3 separate regions of the Mus musculus genome follow, and all the other regions are linked to region 3. Evidence: chromatin contacts called from public HiChIP or PLAC-seq data. All regions are on one chromosome and are shown on one strand. Each heading gives the region's core, a stretch centred on a gene start, on an enhancer-like site or on the middle of the called end of the contact. The rest is flanking DNA. Distances are from core to core; before and after follow the strand shown. Region 1 holds the start of Snx30 (sorting nexin family member 30). Region 2 has its middle 27 kb from the start of Inip. Region 3 overlaps Susd1 (sushi domain containing 1).

Region 1 (3,655 bases), core at 1,139-3,638, 440 kb after region 3:
CTCAGAGATCCACCTGCCTCTGCTGGTACTAAAGGCATGTGCCCCACCCTTAGCAATAAATGACTAAGGGAACTAAAGATAGATAAAGATGATCTGCAACATTCTAACACTACAAGTTTACTTTGTGGAATTACTTTGTGCAGTTCCCAGGATGTTTGGGGATTGTCATGACACTGGGATATCCCACAAACTCCCGTGTCTTTCACAGAACTCAGCCTCAGAAATTCAAATTTCCCTCCATACATCCTAAGCCACATCACAGCCTTTTGCTCTGAGAATCTTGCCGGGCTTCCTCTTTTCTACCACCTTGCACTAGACACAGAGTCACATGCTCGGGGACTTGGGTTATTTCAGAAACTGTTCTTCACTGTAAGGAGCACTGAAATGAATCAGGAAATGGTGGACGGACAGGCAGGCCTCAGCTGAAAATGAACGCTGGAACTTTCCACCAAGATTATTTCCCATAGTTCACTTTCTTTAGTTTTGATGACTACCTCTTCTTGGATCATTGTGGTCAGATGCCTCTGACAGACCAGGAAAGTAAATAAAGAAACTTTCCCTTTAGGAACCTGGTCCTTCCTTCCTTCCTTCCTTCCTTCCTTCCTTCCTTCCTTCCTTCCTTCCTTCCTTCCTTCCGTCATTCCTTCTCTCTCTCTGTCGCTTGCTTTCTTTCTTTCTTTCTTTCTTTCTTTCTTTCTTTCTTTCTTTCTTTCTTTCTTTCTTTCTCCTCTCTCCTCCTCTTCCTCCCCATCCTCTGTGGGGAGACATGAAACAGTTTCATTCTGACTCAAACTAAGGACATGGAGTTTGGAATGCATCATATAATTAAGGATATTCTGTGGTTGTCGTTTCATAAGAATAGGAGAGAAAAACCTGAGGGCAAAGGAAGGGAGTTAACATTTGAGGAGCTCCTAACACTGAGCAAAGGCCTCAAGCCTGGGAGTCCCACAGTGTCTCATGGATGGCCCTCTGCGTCCCTCTCCCTACCTGGCAGGCTGGGAGACAGTTTTATTTTATTGTGTGCACATGTGAGGGGTTAGAGGGACAACGTTTGAGGAGTTGGTTCTTTCACTTCACCTCATTGTCAAATCTAGGTTCTGTATAAAAGCAGTGTTGTTTTAAAAATTTTATTTATATGAGTACACTGTACACTGTCGCTGTCTTCAGACACATCAGAAGAGGGCATCAGATCCCATCACAGATGGTTGTGAGCCACCATGTGGTTGCTGGGAATTGAACTCAGAACCTCTATAAGAGTAGTCAATACTCTTAACCACTGAGCCATCTCTTCAGCCCTACTTCTGTGAAATCTTAAGAGCACCATTATGTTGAGGTGGCCTAATTGTTTAAATAAATAACAATATTCAAGAAGAAGATCTGCCAGATATCTATAGATCAGTCGTTTCTAGTTATATTTGTATTGTTTACTTTAATGAAGATAATAGGGTATGCAATAGTTTTAGGCAGCTCCTAGATATAAATGAAGTGACAATTTTGCCCAACTCAGGAGATCAGACCCTAGCACTCCCATGAGGCAGATACAGCATTTAAAATTGCTGTTTAGTGCCCTTTCAATATTATTTTCCCAACCAAGGCAGACTGCTCTGGAGGAGATAAAAGACAATGGATACTGTACTAAGGGCTCAACTCTTTGGACTACGTCAGAAGGGGGCCACTGAAGTTAAATGAGACTCTGGTAGTTATTTTGGGTTGGTTTCAATTCTGCATTCTACATGTTTTGTTTTTAGAGAAAGTGTGACAGATAGAGAGAGACCTTTGTGAATCCCAATGTTAAAACCTGTCACCATTTTTTAACAGGAAAACTGGACAAACCTAAGAAGTTCAAGGACTGGAAAAAATGTCTTTCTTCACAGTGAGCCCCACACAGTATTTACGTGTTTGCTAGATGGGCAGATGACCCTCTAACTTGACCTTCGAGACTGAAGCGCCAGTGACAGGTAAGTGGAAAAGGGGACAATGATATACTTTAAAGAGCTGGAAGTAAAGCCCAGTCTATCTCCACCATGGCAGCGAATAAAAGCTCTGGAGAATTCAGTTCGGCCCGAGGCCAGTATAGGAACCATCAATGCGTGAAAAACAACTAGGACCTCACGGTTCTTGCAGACCTGGTTGGCTAAGTGTGCACGTCAGGACCGTAAATCATTTGTAGCACACGCTATTTACGGATGCTCATGCTTCTGAGGTTTCGCCTTACATAAACCCCGCTTAGCTGCAGAAGCCAGTCGGTATGGGGACTTCAGTGTGGAGTTGAAGACATACCACACTGCCTCTTTAAATGTCCTTCTAGTTTTTCTACTGGATGTTCTCTAGTTCCTCTGAGCCACGTAACCCTTTACGATACTAAGACACGCTCCACATTTTTATTTCTTTCTGCGTGTGCAGTGTGGCTGGAAGATCCTAACTCACACTGATGCTTTCTGAGCCCCCAGCGAAGCTGCCAGTGGGCGCACTTCCTGCCGGGAGGTGGGCGGGGCGGGCCGCCTCCTCCTTCAAGCTCCGCCCCACCCTGCGTCCCGCCCTCCCTCCCGGCGGGCAGAGGCTCCGCGGGGGCGGGGCTGAGAGCCGTGGGCGGCGTGGCGCTGCTAGCAGGGCGCAGGGTCGGAGGTGCTGGGGTTTGGCGCGGCTTAGCCCACGGAGCTGTGGTGTAACGCTCGGGAAAGCTCAGCCTCGCGGGCAGGAGAAGCATCGGGCGGAGGCTGCCACCACCAGCTAGTGCAGGGCCTCGGGCCGAGTGGGGCGGAGAGCTGCGGGAGTAAGCGGCGGCCCGGGTCCCGAGCGCTGCGCGCCATGGCGGGCGGGCCCCCCAAGGCCCTGCCGTCCACGGGGCCCCAGTCCTTGCGCGACATGCCGCACCCGCTAGCCGGCTCCAGCAGCGAGGAGGCCGTGGGAGGCGACAGCACGCCCAGCCCGGACCTACTGATGGCCCGCAGCTTCGGTGACAAGGTGGGGCGCTTGGGGCTGGGGACTCCTGGGGCGGAGCGGGAGGAGGATGGATCCAGGACCACCCCTGACACTGGGCCGCGCTCATCCTGGCGCCCCTTTCCCGGAGGTTAGGCGTGCTTTGGCCCCAACAGCCCTTGGCCAAAGCCTGTCCTCTCACTGCCCCCGCGGGGTCGCAGCTGCAGGCTAAGCGGCCAGAGGGCATGTGTTTTCCCTGGCTGAGAGTGGCCCCGAGCGCGGGTGACAGCTGGTGGGGAGGGGTTCGGGTTGCAGCAAGCATGTGGGGACCCGGGGCGTGTGCTGCGGTACTTCGCCTCTGTGTCCCGAGAATGAGGTCCCTCACCCCTCTAGGTGCATTCCTTGAAGAGGAGCTGCAGAATAGGAATAACTTGTTGGCGCCTCCAGTTTCCCCGGACTGCAAAAAAAAAAAGCAAGAGTTAATGGCTAATGGTTTTCCGGGGTGGGTCTGAGCAGCCTTGCTCATCTTCTCCCCAGTCGGTCATGTGGGGAGTGATCTTTGTTTAGGTTTGCTGTTTGCCCCAGGAGTCACCTGACTCCGACCTCAGCGGCGGCTAGAGGAGAGTCTCTGGTTTTCTGTCTAGGGCTTCATTCACCTCTTATAGCGAACCACATTGATTAGGTTTGGCAGTGGCTGGTTTTGTGGTTGACGGAAAGCAAGCTCGCCCTTTGACCT
Region 2 (3,611 bases), core at 223-2,722, 390 kb after region 3:
GTGGCGCAGCTGGGGGAGCCCACTGGCAAGGCGAGGTAACTGTGTGCCTGGGACGCCATGCTGTGGAGGCCAGAGAGCTTGTGGCTGAGTTATTCTGACTTTCCAGTCAGCTCTGTGCCGGTGCCACAGAAGGGATGCAGCAAGCTCCAGCTGGTCTCCACTCACCTTTGGGTTTCTGTGCTCCACAGCTGGCATGGTTATCAAGAGCTTTACGTTTGAGCTGGGGCAGCGGCTCAATGGCAGAATGCTTGCCTCGCCGAAGGTGCAAGAGCTTGGGGTCCATTCCCAGCACTAAAACATTCTTTCCCTAGTTAACCTAGATGCAAGTTGCCTCTGAGCCCTGCATCTGTGTTCTGAGAGGACCCTTAGATCTTGGGTGAGATCATTCCTCAACACCTTTTGTACTGCTCTAACAGGAGGGGAGGTAGGCAGAGTGGCACACACCTGCAGTCTCAGCATTCAGGAAACTGAGGCAGGAGGTTTACTATGAGTTGAGGGCCAACCTAGGCTACCCAGTGAGTTTTAAGTCATCTTGGGCTACCGAATGAGACTCTGTCCCCCAAACACTTAACATTCATTAATTAGAGGACTAGAGCTATTCTTCAGAGGACTTGGGTTCCACTCTAAACACCCACGTGGCAGTCCACAGTCTGCATCTGACACCCCCTTTTGGCCCCTACAGGCACTAGGCACAAACATAGAGGACAAACATACATGCAGGTAAAACACCCACACACATAAACGATAAATAAATTGCAGTTGTAGGTGCTACCTCCCTATTGCCCCAGGCCTCTCTCCGGGGAATGGTTTGCCAGGTAATAGGTTATCAGCAGGAGATCCCACTGGACACGAAGAGGTTGGCATTCAGCTGTATCTTAGGCATGCAATGAGTTTTCTTTCTTTCTAATTAAAAATGTCAGTAACATGCTTCACTTATTTCCTCCATTGCTGAGATTCTGTTCCTTACATTGTAAACTTGAAGAGGAAACCAAACCTGATAATGTGGTCCAGTGAGCACACCCATGCCTGTGAATTCTACCTCCAGCACAACCAAGCCTGATACCTCACACAAGCAAAAACAAGAGAAGGAAGACCAGAGGGGTCTTCAGAGGCCACAGTTTTTCCATTGTTTTCTGTGTTTTAAAACAGATGCTGTATCTAACCAAAGCTGTGAAAGAAATGTTCTCTTTGGTCAAGTGACATGGTCCCCATTCCTTGGATTCTGTTCTACTTTGTCAGCTGAGACCCATAAATGGCGTTTGGGAAAAAAATGTGAAATTCTATTACCTTTTGCATTAATTCATCTTATTAAAAGCGTAAAGCATTTCGGCATGTTCAGAGACACACCATTAAGATCTGAACAAGATAGTATTTATGTGGAAACTGAAATGTCCTGACAGATCCTGGGCGATGATTCACGGCTCACTTGGCAGCCAGCTTCTGCTGGCACCACCCTCAGCTCTGCTATGGTATCTATCTCTCGGCTGGCTCATCTCCAGGGTTCACGAGTCACACTGCTAGTCTAGAATTTCTCAGTATGCTACCATGCCTTCTTGAGAGATCTTTTTTTTTTTTTTCTAATTTCCAGGTTTCCAGTTTCTAAAGTTAATTTGTTATCTCTAGACAACATTGCTAATTTTGTCGGTTGAAGCTAAAGGTGGCCATATTGTTACCACTCAAATGAACAAAATGGTTATATCTCATCCTTTCAAGTATCCATCTTTTATGAGACACTGATTACTCTTTAAGGGGGGTGAGGGCGAGCTTACTTTATGTATGGAAAATGCAAACTAGTAAGACCTCAAGGAAGTTGGCTGATTTGCCCTAGACAAGCTCTGCTGTAGTCTAAGCTAAGGCTGAGCCTGTTGTGGTGCTGCTCACAGACAGCTGTGAACAGAACACAGTAAAAATTTCAATTTTGTGTCCAGTTTAAGAAATTTCACTTCTTCACAACAAAAATTGAATTCTTTGTCAAAAGAAAAACATTGTATTGCTTCAGCCTTGTTCCTAAGATGTCCCTTGTGTTTGTCTATATAAGCGAGTCCATTTAAACTAACTGTGGTTGTGCACACCTGGAACCTCAGCTCTTGGGATCTGAGTTGGGGGATTGCAAGTTCAAGGCTAGCCCGAGCTACACAGCAAGTGCTTGTCTCAAATAAATAAGTAAAACATAAAGAAAAGCCGACTGGTGGGAACTAGATACCCCTCCTCTCTGAGAGGCCAGGAGAAGGCCAATGAGAAATATCCTTAAGCCACGTTTTGACTGTTGCCCACGGTAGTCTGAGCATGTCTGGCTCTGTGCCTACCGTCCTGGAGATTTTCCTCAAGTTGCTCATTACAGTCATGCTGCATTTAACCCAAGTTTCTCATGACTCAGCTACTGCAGCAATGGAAATGCTTAAGAGCACCCCACCCCCCAAAGAAAGAGTGTCTAATTTGTTGGTAAGCACATAGTAACCCCATCAATACTCATACTGACTACATAGCTTCCTCCTCTCCACTGAAAGGGAAAATAGCTCCGAAGCCTCATCGAATGAGGCTGATAGAGCGAGCGACTTACTACTGCATCCACCCACTTTTCAAATGAAGACCCAAGTCTGACCGGTCAGCACTGGGAAGGACACCCCTGGGCTGCCTAGTTCCCTTAACCTTCACAATGGCTCTGCAGAGTGTGTCTAATTATTCCCAGGTAGTTGTTAAGCAACCAAGACTCAGATAAGTTGCTTTAACTTCCCAAATTCCTACAGAGCTAGTAAGCTGGATAAAGTAAACCAACATCACTTCCTGATTCCAAATCCCACGCTCAATTAATTAGGAAAACAAATCCTGCCTCCTTTAGGCTCACTGAAGTCCATTTAACTTAGAAAAAGGTTGTTTTAGAAGTCTTAGCTAGACGTAGTGGCACACACTTGTGACCCCAGCAGTTGGGAGCGGGAGGCAGGAGGATCAGGTGTTTGTCATCCTTGGCTACATAAGCTTGGGTTACTTAAGATCCTGTCTGAAGAAATCATTTAAAAACTAACCAGCCAGGGACAGGTTGCAGAATCAGGCATGGGGAACCAGTCAACTTGTTCCTCCAGAGTATAGCTGGGAAGATTGGGACTTATACATTAATACACATTATCTGGCTGAAAAAAAATGTGAATACTGCTTGATGCCTGCACCCCCACCCCCACCCCCACCCCCCGCCTACGCTCCAGATGTCTCCTCACACAGAGTAAGTTCCCAAGCCAGAGGTACTGATGCTACACCACGAATGGAGGATTCTAGACCTCACCTTCTCTTTGCCGATCTACATCCTCATCTAGCTCAAGGCCCCCAACTGACTAGAAACAGAGGGGACATACAGACACCAGTGCACTCCTAGAATTAGCAGTTCATGGCTGGACAGAGGAAGGCACATTTTAAGACTTCTTGTAGGATACTGGTTTAGAGATGGAGAACGTGAGGCAGTAGGAGGATGCATCAGTAAAGCATCCCAGGATTTCATGTGGTCACTGGCTTGAACTTACACAGTCCTCCTGCCTCCGATTCCATGTCTGACCAAGAGCATTCTTGTCATAACTGCGAGAGCATAATCTGCTTCTATGTAATGCTACATTATCTTAAAG
Region 3 (3,462 bases), core at 223-2,722:
TGGCCCAGCTGTGAACCCCCTGGATTCAGCCAGTGCCCAGTGCAGCAGAGATAACATTTCTGTCTTCTGGAAGATTGCCAGGTCCAGCATGGCCTTGATAGGGACAGAATAACATAGTTCCTGCCCCTGGGACAGGGCCAGCAGGCGTGGGCCTCCACAAGTGTCAATGGCTGCTGTGGGCATAATGTACATATTTGATGTTCCTCCTTTGAGGAATGTCCTCCCCGTTAACATTGATGCCTCCACAATGTTCAGAGACAGCACAAATTAAGGAGGTGAAGGTGTGGCTAACATCTCAGCAAAATGGTAAATGCAGGGACCTTCAGGACAGCCCTTGAGGCTGTGGGAAAGAACCATGCGTTTGAAAATATATAATTTCCCAAGTATGCAAAAACATAAGGATGCAATGTAAATTGCATAAATGAAATATATGGGGCTTCATGAATCTAAAGGAACAAACACAGCTGCACAGTGAGCCAACTTGTCAAACAGACATTAAGGAAGGAGATAGAGAGCCATTTTGAATTTGAAACGAGAGACAGAAGCCTTACAGAATTCCCACTCTAAAGTTGCCTGGAATCTCTATGTAGTCTCCTTTTCTGGAATCTCCTCGAGAAGTCAAAACATTGTACAGAAGGACTGATTGGTAAGATTCAAGCATCAGGAATACCAGACAAAGCTGGCAGTTTATTAGAAGTAGAACGCAGGGCTCTTGACCCCATCCTCTGTGCTCCCCTCATTGTGCCGATGAACCCTCGTACCTAATGTGTTATCCCCAGGAACAAACTGGAAAGGCATCCGTGCCTACCTGTCACTGAGGTTGTTATGGTTATTTGTGCGGAGCGCGGCTCAGTGGGTCTCAGAAGGGTGATGTTTATCGTGTAATCAGTAGCGGGGTACAGATCTAAACACACTTCTGGAGCTCGGTCTCTTGTTGTGAAGTTAAAGAGAGCAGCATGGTAGGAGCTCTCTAGATACCACCTCTGACCCAGAACCTCCACCTGTCAGACGGAAAGAGAGTGCTGCGTTAGCTTCCTGCTGGCTGCCAGATTCCTAGACTGTCAAGAAATCTCCTTCTGCTAATCTTTGTAGGATTACCTTAAAGACAGCAAAGCTCCTGCACCTGTCCTACCCAGTTTTCCTCTCAGGCAGGTGTAGGACTAAGATTGAATTGCATAACCAACGACGGACAGGGAATAACAAGACGGCAGGCGGTTCTAGAGCAATCCCTTGTGCCCACTCAAATGAAAGAGACTGCACCGAAGCTACTGGGCAAAAATTCTTTCGGTTTTGTTCATCCTGAGGACTCCATAGAGAAGCCCCACTGTGCGGGGTACTTAGCATTATGAGAACTATCCCAGGCCATGCTTTGAAAGTGCGATGTGGTTTCTCTTGCGTCTTCCTTCCCATCAGAGCTGGTCAAAGCTGATGAGTGGAGGCATCCCACATACTGCGATCTGAATCACACCGCTCAAGCAACAGTGAGTCACAGAGGAAGCGAGTCACAGGGGAAGTGCAGGACAGATCCCAGGGTACTATGATCAAACGTTATCAACCAGTACAGTTTATCTGGTGAAACTGAGTTTAATGAAGCTCCCATCGTTGGCTCTCCACCCTCCACCATTACTTTCAATCACTGAACGAACCATCCTCACAGATCATCCAAGACTGGATAACTAACTGGCTCATAAGGTTCAACTCTCACCCAAGCCTTCTGACTCTCTTGGATAGTTTAGGCACCCTCAGAGAGAGATCAGCAAAACTTGAGTCCCTTACACTCAAGGCTATGAATGTCCTCCACATGGTTCCAGCTGTCCAATGCCACAGTCAGGCTTCAGGGTCTAGAAAGCATTACCAGGGGAGCTGGGCACAAGATCTCATGGTACCCTGCTCTCCTGGACCACTTGCTGATAAAGGATAATGTATTCACATGTGATATGAACAGTGTGTATATTCTCACATGCGGACAGCTTTTGAGTGCTCACTTTTCTCCAGTGGACGTAACTATATCCCATGTATTACATAAATGGATCCTTAACATATTAAAAGTTCAGTTTATTTTTTCCATTTAACTCTTCAGTCGTTTTAGGGTGTGTATGTGTGCATAGATGCCTGAGGCTGGATGTCTTCTCACTGAACCCTGAGCTCACAGATTCAGCTAGCCTGGCTAGTCAGCAGCCAAAGGAATCCTCTTGACTTGGCACACAGCACGGTACCTGGCTCTTTAGGTGGGGATGGGGTCCAAACTCAATGCCTCACACTTAGGGTGGCAAGTACATTACTAACTGAACGGTCTTCCCAGCCCCAAGAATCACTGGTTTTCTTAACCAAGTGTTTGGCTAGCTTTAACAGAACTCCTTCAGTACTATCATAGAATAAACCATTTGGGTCCTTGAATGTGTCTCTTTTCTAGGGCTCTTTCTCACCGTCCAGCCCTGATTAGGATTTTCACTTCCTCCTTACCTCCCTGCTCCTCTTTGCCCACACCTCCCCTCTTCACCCCCACTTCAGCTAATCCCTACACGTTTTCTATGATACGATTGATGTGGGGTTTGCTTCTTAAAAATTACACCTTGTTGGGGAGAAGTGGAGAGGTGGCTCAGCAGTTAAGAGCACTGGCTCTTAAAGAGGACCTGGGTTCGATTCCCAGCATGGATACAGTGACTCACAACCATCTGGAACGCCACACTCTACTCCTGGCCTCCATGAACATAAGGCACATACACGGTGCACATACGAACATGCAGACAAAGCATGCACATTAAGGTAAAGCATAAGTAAATATTTAAAAAATTATACTTAGAAGTAAATGCATGCATGCACGCGCGCACACACACACCCATCCCATTATTTTTACATTTTTGTCAAATGTAAAAATTCATAGTATCTCATTACAGTTGCTGTTTATTTGTAAATTGGTATTTGTTTGACTTGAAACTCTTGGGTCATAATATATGATATTCTTTTGCTAAATATTTATGGAATAAATAACTGATTTTCACTTTATCACACTCGGCCTGAATTCCTCTCTCTCTCTCCCTCTCTCTCTCTCCTATTTTTTTTTTGAGGACTACAACAAATAATTCTATTTGAAGTTGCTAACCCTCCCCCCTCCAAAAAAACTGTACATGAGTTTACAAACATATTAATATATAAATAATGAGACAGGTCCTAGGGAGCCTCCCTGTTGTCTCTGCTGGAGGTGAAAACTGGAGGGGCACTGTCCCCACAGGCTGCTTGTTGCTGTGACGTCGCATGGCAGCTGCTCAGGATCCACTGCTGGCTTCTTGGGCACCTCCGGGTTCAACTGGCAGTCTGTCTTCCGCTGTGCTCATGACGAGCTGGAAACTTTGAACCTGCAGCAGTGGCAGCTCTTCAGCCTGTCATCATCATCGTTCTGGCTCAAGCTTGTGCTGGAAGGGACACTTCCTCTCCCGACAGTGCTTCTTGTGGCCAGGCCGG

The links. HiChIP or PLAC-seq counts read pairs in DNA pulled down with a chosen protein or histone mark.
Region 1: a contact with region 3 is called in an HNF4G HiChIP or PLAC-seq map of pancreatic cancer cells. The contact joins the promoter of Snx30 here to the enhancer-like site in region 3. A contact is called at or near these places in 3 of 39 promoter capture datasets (hippocampal neurons, neural stem cells and pre-B cells), 4 of 115 datasets of contacts at active chromatin or transcription factors (the NIH/3T3 cell line, memory CD8 T cells, neural tube and 1 more) and 2 of 9 other capture datasets (adipose tissue and liver).
Region 2: a CTCF HiChIP or PLAC-seq map of the NIH/3T3 cell line shows a contact between it and region 3, with 6 read pairs. The contact joins two enhancer-like sites. A contact is called at or near these places in 2 of 15 datasets of contacts at CTCF or cohesin (both in the NIH/3T3 cell line), 50 of 484 Hi-C or Micro-C datasets (B cells, the C2C12 cell line, CD4 T cells and 35 more), 4 of 115 datasets of contacts at active chromatin or transcription factors (differentiating embryonic stem cells, embryonic stem cells, extraembryonic endoderm stem cells and 1 more) and 3 of 9 other capture datasets (adipose tissue, embryonic stem cells and liver).

What each region holds. Positions count from the first base shown.
Region 1 is chr4:59,803,262-59,806,916 of GRCm38.p6, forward strand. It overlaps Snx30 (sorting nexin family member 30), which reads left to right and starts at 2,389. Exons shown (of 9, transcript NM_172468.2): 1 at 2,389-2,964. The coding sequence starts at 2,809.
Region 2 is chr4:59,755,314-59,758,924 of GRCm38.p6, forward strand. It overlaps a transcript of E130308A19Rik not described here. Among named protein-coding and RNA genes, the nearest start is that of Inip, 27 kb to the right of the region's middle. Within about 2 kb of position 1,473, at least 54 of the 459 cell types and tissues checked have an H3K27ac peak or open chromatin away from gene starts, as enhancers often do. A contact at or near this core is called in the C2C12 cell line, the G1E-ER4 cell line, the NIH/3T3 cell line and 1 more, where this site is marked.
Region 3 is chr4:59,364,914-59,368,375 of GRCm38.p6, forward strand. Susd1 (sushi domain containing 1) reads right to left here. Exons shown (of 17, transcript NM_001163288.2): 10 at 809-1,001. It also overlaps the pseudogene Gm12527. Among named protein-coding and RNA genes, the nearest start is that of Susd1, 72 kb to the right of the region's middle. Within about 2 kb of position 1,473, at least 51 of the 459 cell types and tissues checked have an H3K27ac peak or open chromatin away from gene starts, as enhancers often do. A contact at or near this core is called in the C2C12 cell line, the G1E-ER4 cell line, the NIH/3T3 cell line and 4 more, where this site is marked.